2 separate regions of the Ovis aries genome follow, and region 1 is linked to region 2. The links are chromatin contacts, called in public Hi-C maps. All regions are on one chromosome and are shown on one strand. Each heading gives the region's core, a stretch centred on a gene start, on an enhancer-like site or on the middle of the called end of the contact. The rest is flanking DNA. Distances are from core to core; before and after follow the strand shown.

Region 1 (3,415 bases), core at 259-2,758, 120 kb after region 2:
TACAGGAACCAAGTGGAGAGCCAGTTCCCAACAATGAGGTTCATTTAAAAAGTCCTGAGGGGGGAGGGAGCAAGAGAAAGAGAAATAGATCAAAGAGCTAGAGAGCCGCGAAAAGAAGGAAGAAGTGCCGGCTAGCTCAGGCAGCCGCCAGGGCAACTGAAGTTTGGAAAAGCACAGGGAGGGAAGGAAACTGAAATTCAAACTTTTTGATGTTGCTCTTCAGCTCCAGGGTGTCCCTGCACCCCAACTCTGCAGCCCTGGGGCCCTGGCAGCTGCACCGACTGGAGAAGCAAGCTAGGAAAAGACAGCAACATGACTCGACGTGTTTAAAAGAAGGCAAAACACTTTAGCAATTAAAAGCAGCCAAGCAGCTTCTCTCTTTCAAACCGGGGAGAGGGGGCGAAAAAAAAAAATCTAACATCCACAGGCTTCTGTTATATACCCTTAAACTGCACTTCTGGAATAAATATTTCGGATTTAAAACTCGCCTTTTTCCACACCGGCTGGCAAGCCATACGACTTAAGGAGGCCCTCATTAAATCCTTCCTCGCCAAGACCCTAGAGCTCAGACGGGCATTTTGTCGTCGTGTCTCCCCCACCGCCCCCCCCCAATCCCGTCCATATCCACGAATCTCATTTTCTCAGAAAAGAGGGAAGCGGGTGAACCCGAGCGCCACTTTCACCCCCAAAGTCTGCAGCACGATCGGCTATCACAAGAGGAAGCCTGTCGAGCTGGGGCGAACTGAAGTCCCAATGCAAACTCGTTTGACAACATGCTTTGAATCACAACTCTTGGCCTTTTTCTCGCAGATCCCCAGCCTCTCCAGAACAGAGGGGGAAATCACCCAGCAAAACATCATCCCGAGATTCTCCTTCCCGAGGGACCCGCACCTCCCGACCTGCAGTCCGGCAAAGTGGCTGGAGAGACTCGAACTCCCTCCCGGGAGCGGCGACACCCGAAACGCAGCGGACAAGCGAAGCCGGGCTCAAGAGTGGCACGTCACGGACGAAAAGAATTACCGAAAAATTGCCCCAATCCCAAACATTGCCCAGGGAAGCCCCCACGCACACTGCGCCCCTAAAACTCTGGTCTCTGGATTCCCAGGTAATCCCCGCCAGAACAGTCGAAACGCAAAGGGTGGGGAGGAGAAAGCCAAATTCCTTCAAACTGGGGAGAAAAATGAGGCGGAAAAAACCACCATCTCGCCTCTTTCTCTCCCCCACCCCTGCCCGTCCAGACCTAAACTTTTGGAGATTCTTTTTGAGGACAAAAGAAAAAAGACTTTGAAAAGCAAGCGGTGCGCCCCACTTTACCTTGCATAAAACTTCGCTCAAGTCGAAGATGGTGGCAGACACGAGGGTGGTGGTCATCTTGGGCGCTCGCGCGGGGCAGGGACGAGGGTCTGGTGTGTCGCGAAGGTCCCGGTGCGGGGAAGGCGCAGCCTCCGGCTCTCCGGTCAGGAGTCCCACACGCCTGCTCCCGGCGCCCCTCGCCTTTCCGACTCTCCCGAGCTGCGGCGCGCGAAGCCCAATTTATATAAGTTTCAGATTTGGTGGGCCGGAGGGGGAGGAGGAGCTTTAAACTTATTTAAATGAGGAAGAGAAGAAAAAAAAGTTGATTGACACTGAAGTTGAATCAGCCATGCGGTCAAACTCGGGGGAAAAAAAAAAAAAAAGAAACTTTCAAAAGGAAGAGGGGGGAGGGGAGACGAGGAAAGAAGGCGAAGAGGGGGGAAAAAAAAAACCCACTGCGAGCCGCGCACAACTTTTTTTTTTTCTTAAAGAGGAAAACTTTCGAGTCCGCTCGCCTGTCTACCTCGGGCTGCCGGCGCCCCTTTCTGGGGCCGCGCGCGGCGCGGGGGGTGGGGAAGGGGCGCCCCCCTTTTGTCAGCCTGCGAGCGCTGCTCTGTGACATCACTCATTCCACACTCTTCGGGGTTCTTGTTGTTGTGTTGTTATTTTTCTTTTCTTTTTTTTGGTAGGGCTGGAAGGCGGGCTCGACTTTCTCTTTTTGCTAGCGGGAGCAGAAGCCCGTCCTAAGCGCCCGGTTTCCATCTTGTGCCGATCTCCCTTGAAACTTCTCTAAGTTCCCGCACAACTTCGCTCTTTCCCCGGGATCTTTTCAGCCCTTGGTTCCCCTCCGCAAATCCCACGGGGAGAGGAAACTGGAAATACGGGGAGCACAGAGCGTTCACGTCTAGGGTTTTGTTTATTCAGGGGTGGGGTGAGGGACAAGGATTAAGGAGGTTCCCCCCCAAAACACACACACACACACACCCTGGAGGACCGGGCCTGGCGACGGCGAGCACCAAGCGATTTCGCGCGCCGCTCGCGTCTACACTGGCGTTCGCTGTGCAGCGGACACCCTCCAAGTCTGGGCCGGGGCGGGGGGGCGGGGGGCCGGGGGGGCGGGGTGGTGGGGATGCTCCACGAAAAAGACCCCCGCCCGGGCTGTTTGTTTTCACAGGCCTGGGAGTGGTATTTATTGCACGCAGTAATCTTTAAATAGTTTTCTAAAACAAACCTGAATCCTCACGAACGCCCTTCTGCCCACCCCCGAAAAAAAATCACCCAGCAACGCACAACTTGCCCCGCGCTCTGAACCACAGGCTGCGCCCGAAACTCCCTAAGCAACACGTATACACACCACAGACGCTGGAACCAAAAAAAAAAAAAAAAAAGTTACTTTGGTAAGAATGAAGATACAAAGATGGGGGGAGGCGACACTTACTGTTGCTTCTCCCCCGCCCTCACGGGAATGGAACATATGGCTTGTCACACTGCGCTGTTTTGGCGGGATGGGGGGAGGGGGCATGGGATCCTCGAAACCGAAAGGCCTCGAGTTGGCAATTACTCTTCTGAAAATTGGAAAGTATATATTTATTTACTGTTTGTTCGGACACCCCTCCACCCACCCAAATAAAAAGTTGCGAATGCGTCCCCCACAGACCGAGGTGGAAACCGCGGGGCTGCGTTTCTTTCCTATTTCCCCGCGTGCCCGGCCGCCTCCTCAGCCCTCGCACGTTTCTTCCCAGCACTCGAGGCCGCCGGGTCTGTTATGAAACCCCGTGCGCTGAGTGGCTAAGAGCGGGTTCCATTGCGATGTAATTAGGTCACCCCATTATGAGCACGTTTCTTTGAAAAGGTCCGGGCGGGCGGAGCAGAGCGCTGGAGTCGCACTCTCGCCGCCTCCACCACCACACATATTTTTACTGTATTTCTTATTTACTTGTCGGCCTCCGAGCAAACCCGGAAACCTTCCAAATCACAACTGTTTTAGGAACCTGTTGTCTTTTTTTTCCATCTTCATGAAACACACCACCTTTGCTGCAGCCATGAACCAATGTATGTGCAATGTATGTGATCCCCAGTCCGCTCTGCTTTTATTTGTCCCCTGTGACTTAAGTTAATGGCC
Region 2 (3,162 bases), core at 566-3,065:
GTGTGCCAGTTTCTGTGGTACAAAAGGTCTCCCTGTGTCTGATTCCCAGCTACCCAATGTGATGCCACTAAACGTGAATTTGGGAAGAGATGCACAGGGACACAGCACTGTGTAGTATTTCCACTATATCCATGTAAAGGCAAATAACTCCAGAGCATGGATAATAGCAAAGGGCAGCAAAATAATTAGGATGTGATCTGTCTTTAGTATTGATTACCTTTGTTTTTAATATTAATTTAAGCTTATGAAATTTCATTTACTGTAATGGCTGTGTTGAACAAGCAGCTCACGAAACTCCTGAAAATTTAACAATCAGTCACTGTAAGCCAGCTCCAGTACATCATTGTCCCTTCCCTCCTTCCTGTTAGCCTCTATGGGCTTCATGACATCTGATGGCCACACCCTTCATTAAATAGCTCCAGCTAGCCCAGGTCCACAGGAATTAAGAGAACATCACTCAGCGCTCAGCTTCTCCAAACAAGCAATGCCCACCGCTTCAGTCCAATGAAGTGACTTAATAATCTGTTTCCTTCAATAAACTGTGATTTCTGAACTTACTTCAGATACCTGAGCATCACTGTAAGCTGAGAATGAGGCCCAAAGTCGTTCATGATGTAATATACCAGGTTTAAACTTGGCAAGCGGATGACATTGTGAGAAATGGATTTTCTTAGGTTGGTTTTAGGAGTCTGGGGTGTTTTTTTAAGAGTTAAGCCAAGGCAAAAAATAACCCTTGCAACACATCACTTCACAGCTGGTCAGCCTGGGAGAAACTATTCTGGGATATCCAAGCTAAGGTGCCTCTTTAAACTCCAGGCAAACTGAAATCAGGATGTGGAGTTTCTATTCTTGTCTCAAGAATTTGCTGTGACATCCCTGGCCAGTTAGTGCCCTGGCTGGTGCCTCAGTTTATCCTCTGGTGAAATCAAGTCAACTGCCTTAGCTGAGGTTGTTAGACTTGAGCCCTGGGAAGTGAAAAACGTTTCCAAAGGGTGTGGAGCATCTACTCGAGGGGTTCTTAATCTATGGAGAATTTAGAAGGAGCCAAGTTTTAGATAAAATCTTTTAAGAAATGACAAGTGAGCAAGGTCTAACAGAGAGGAACACGAAAAGCAGTAGAAAGTAAAGGAGGAAGTGAGCCTTCAGACAACGTCTGGAGAAAATATTGGACCAGGGGTTATAGGAACCTGGGTCCATATTCACTTCACCAGGACAGAGTCTGTGCAAAGGGTGAGTTAACTACCAAAGAAAAAGCAGCCAAGACGGGGCTAGTAGTGCCTTTTGTTTGGATTTGAGATAGTTTCCTGAGTAGAAATGGAATGTGATCAAAGTTATATTAATAATTCTAACTGCGTGGAAGATGACCATGGAGTGGGCAAACTTGAAAGCAATACCATCCTGGAAATACCTCTGGAATACCTGTGACCTGATGTGTGCAGGCTCAGTCACTCATGGGGTCTGACTCTTTGTGACCCCACGTGACCCCCTGTCAGGCTCCTCTGTCCATGGAATTTCCCAGGCAAGAATATTGGAGCATGTTGCCATTTCCTACTCCAAGAGATCTTCCCAACCAGGGGATCAAACCCCCTTCTCCTACATCTCCTGCATTGGCAAGTAGATTCTTTTCCCACTGAGCCACCTGGGGAGCCCCACCTGTGACCTGGGCCCCTCTGTAAATAACCTCTCTACTGTTCCTCACCTGGCACTGTAATTCTCAGAGAATGAGAATCTTCCCTTTATTGAGAGCCTGACTCAGCCCTTTGGAAGGAGAAGAATTAGGAGTGATCACTGTGTACTTCTGTCCAGTTCTCCCCATGCCTTGGAATTCTGCCATCTTACTCTTTTCACCAGCAACCTGGAGGAGAGGGGACTCTATTCCTAACTTTAACACAGAAGCCACTGAGACTTACATTAAGTGACTTGCCCCAGATCACACTTAGTCTTGATCGCAACAATTCTAGCACCTCATCTACACCAAGCTGTCTCTACCAAACCCAACATGCTAGTCAGCTTTTCCCTCCGTAGGCCAGACACATTTCAAAATAAAAAGCCAATTGAACTGAATGGCTAGTTCCAGTTGTCAAACACTATAAGTTAGAGAGTTTCTTCCAAAACTTCAACGGGAAGTCCAAGAATTCTGAAATCCAAAGCCAGCCAAATCTGGATTTCCTCTACAAAGAGACTGTCCCTCCCCATGAAGAACATACCCTTCCCCATTAAGCTCGTTCCATGTTTCCTAATAACTTTTGCTTACACCACAAAATTGTCATAGATTATGGAAACACAAAGGCCTTGGGAAAAAAATGTCCTGAGCCCCTGGAAGTCATTATTTTTTCCTTTAGCAATTGCTGAGTTAAGCAGTAAAAATATGGTTTCCATCTTGCACACACACACACACACACACACTCACACTCACTCACACATACACATTCACACAGCCGATCTGCTGGACATATGTTCAGAAGAAAGCGGGGATGTGGGGGTGGGAGAAGATTCACATGTCGTGAGTCAAGAGCTTGAACATTTGAAAAGAAAAAGTGGGAGAGGGTGGGGAGTTTGCAGCCCTGGAAATGGACTATCCAGAGGATTTATTGCCTTTGAGTATCTCACAAGGCATTTTTTTTTTTTTATAAAAATCTGTAACTTATGGCTTTTTTTTTCCTGTATAGGGTAGTAAACAAGAGCTCTGAAAGGGGAAGGAAACCAGGAGAAAGCCAGCTCCATTAGTCACGCAGCTGCATATCCTGTCACAAAGGACCCCAGTTGAGTAATCGCCCAAAATATGCCTGTTATTTTTTTTCTGTCAGAAAAAAAAATGGGGCCTGCCAAAATGTACTGTAAAAAAAAAAAGAAAAAAAAATCTGGTCTCTCAGCCCCAGAGGGGGAAAGGAAAAGAAAGAAGAAACAGGCGTAACTTCTCAGCACTCCTCTAACCCTCTCCCCAACTTATCTTTAAAAGAAAAAGCCTTTAGGTTCTCCACAACGATGGAGCCGGCTTGAAAAGAGCTGGGTCTGTGAGATGTTCCAGGTCTCCGAGTCCAGGCGGTTATGCAGTGCTGAGAGCTTAGAAAGAAGAAGGACGATACGAGAGGGGAGGAAGAGGACAGCCCCAGGTGGGAGACGGAAAATGAACAGGAAAAGGACAGGGACATTGAAGCAGGC

Evidence for each region. Hi-C and Micro-C count contacts between places; a contact is called where the count stands out from the background.
Region 1: a contact with region 2 is called in a Hi-C map of tail adipose tissue, with 2.8 times the contacts expected there. The contact joins the promoter of ZFP36L1 here to the enhancer-like site in region 2. A contact is called at or near these places in 2 of 16 Hi-C or Micro-C datasets (blood and tail adipose tissue).

Annotation. Positions count from the first base shown.
Region 1 is chr7:78,701,655-78,705,069 of ARS-UI_Ramb_v3.0, forward strand. ZFP36L1 (ZFP36 ring finger protein like 1) reads right to left here and starts at 1,509. Exons shown (of 2, transcript XM_015097137.4): 1 at 1,315-1,509. The coding sequence starts at 1,371.
Region 2 is chr7:78,579,251-78,582,412 of ARS-UI_Ramb_v3.0, forward strand. No RefSeq gene overlaps it. Among named protein-coding and RNA genes, the nearest start is that of ZFP36L1, 120 kb to the right of the region's middle. Within about 2 kb of position 1,816, at least 17 of the 54 cell types and tissues checked have an H3K27ac peak or open chromatin away from gene starts, as enhancers often do. A contact at or near this core is called in tail adipose tissue, where this site is marked.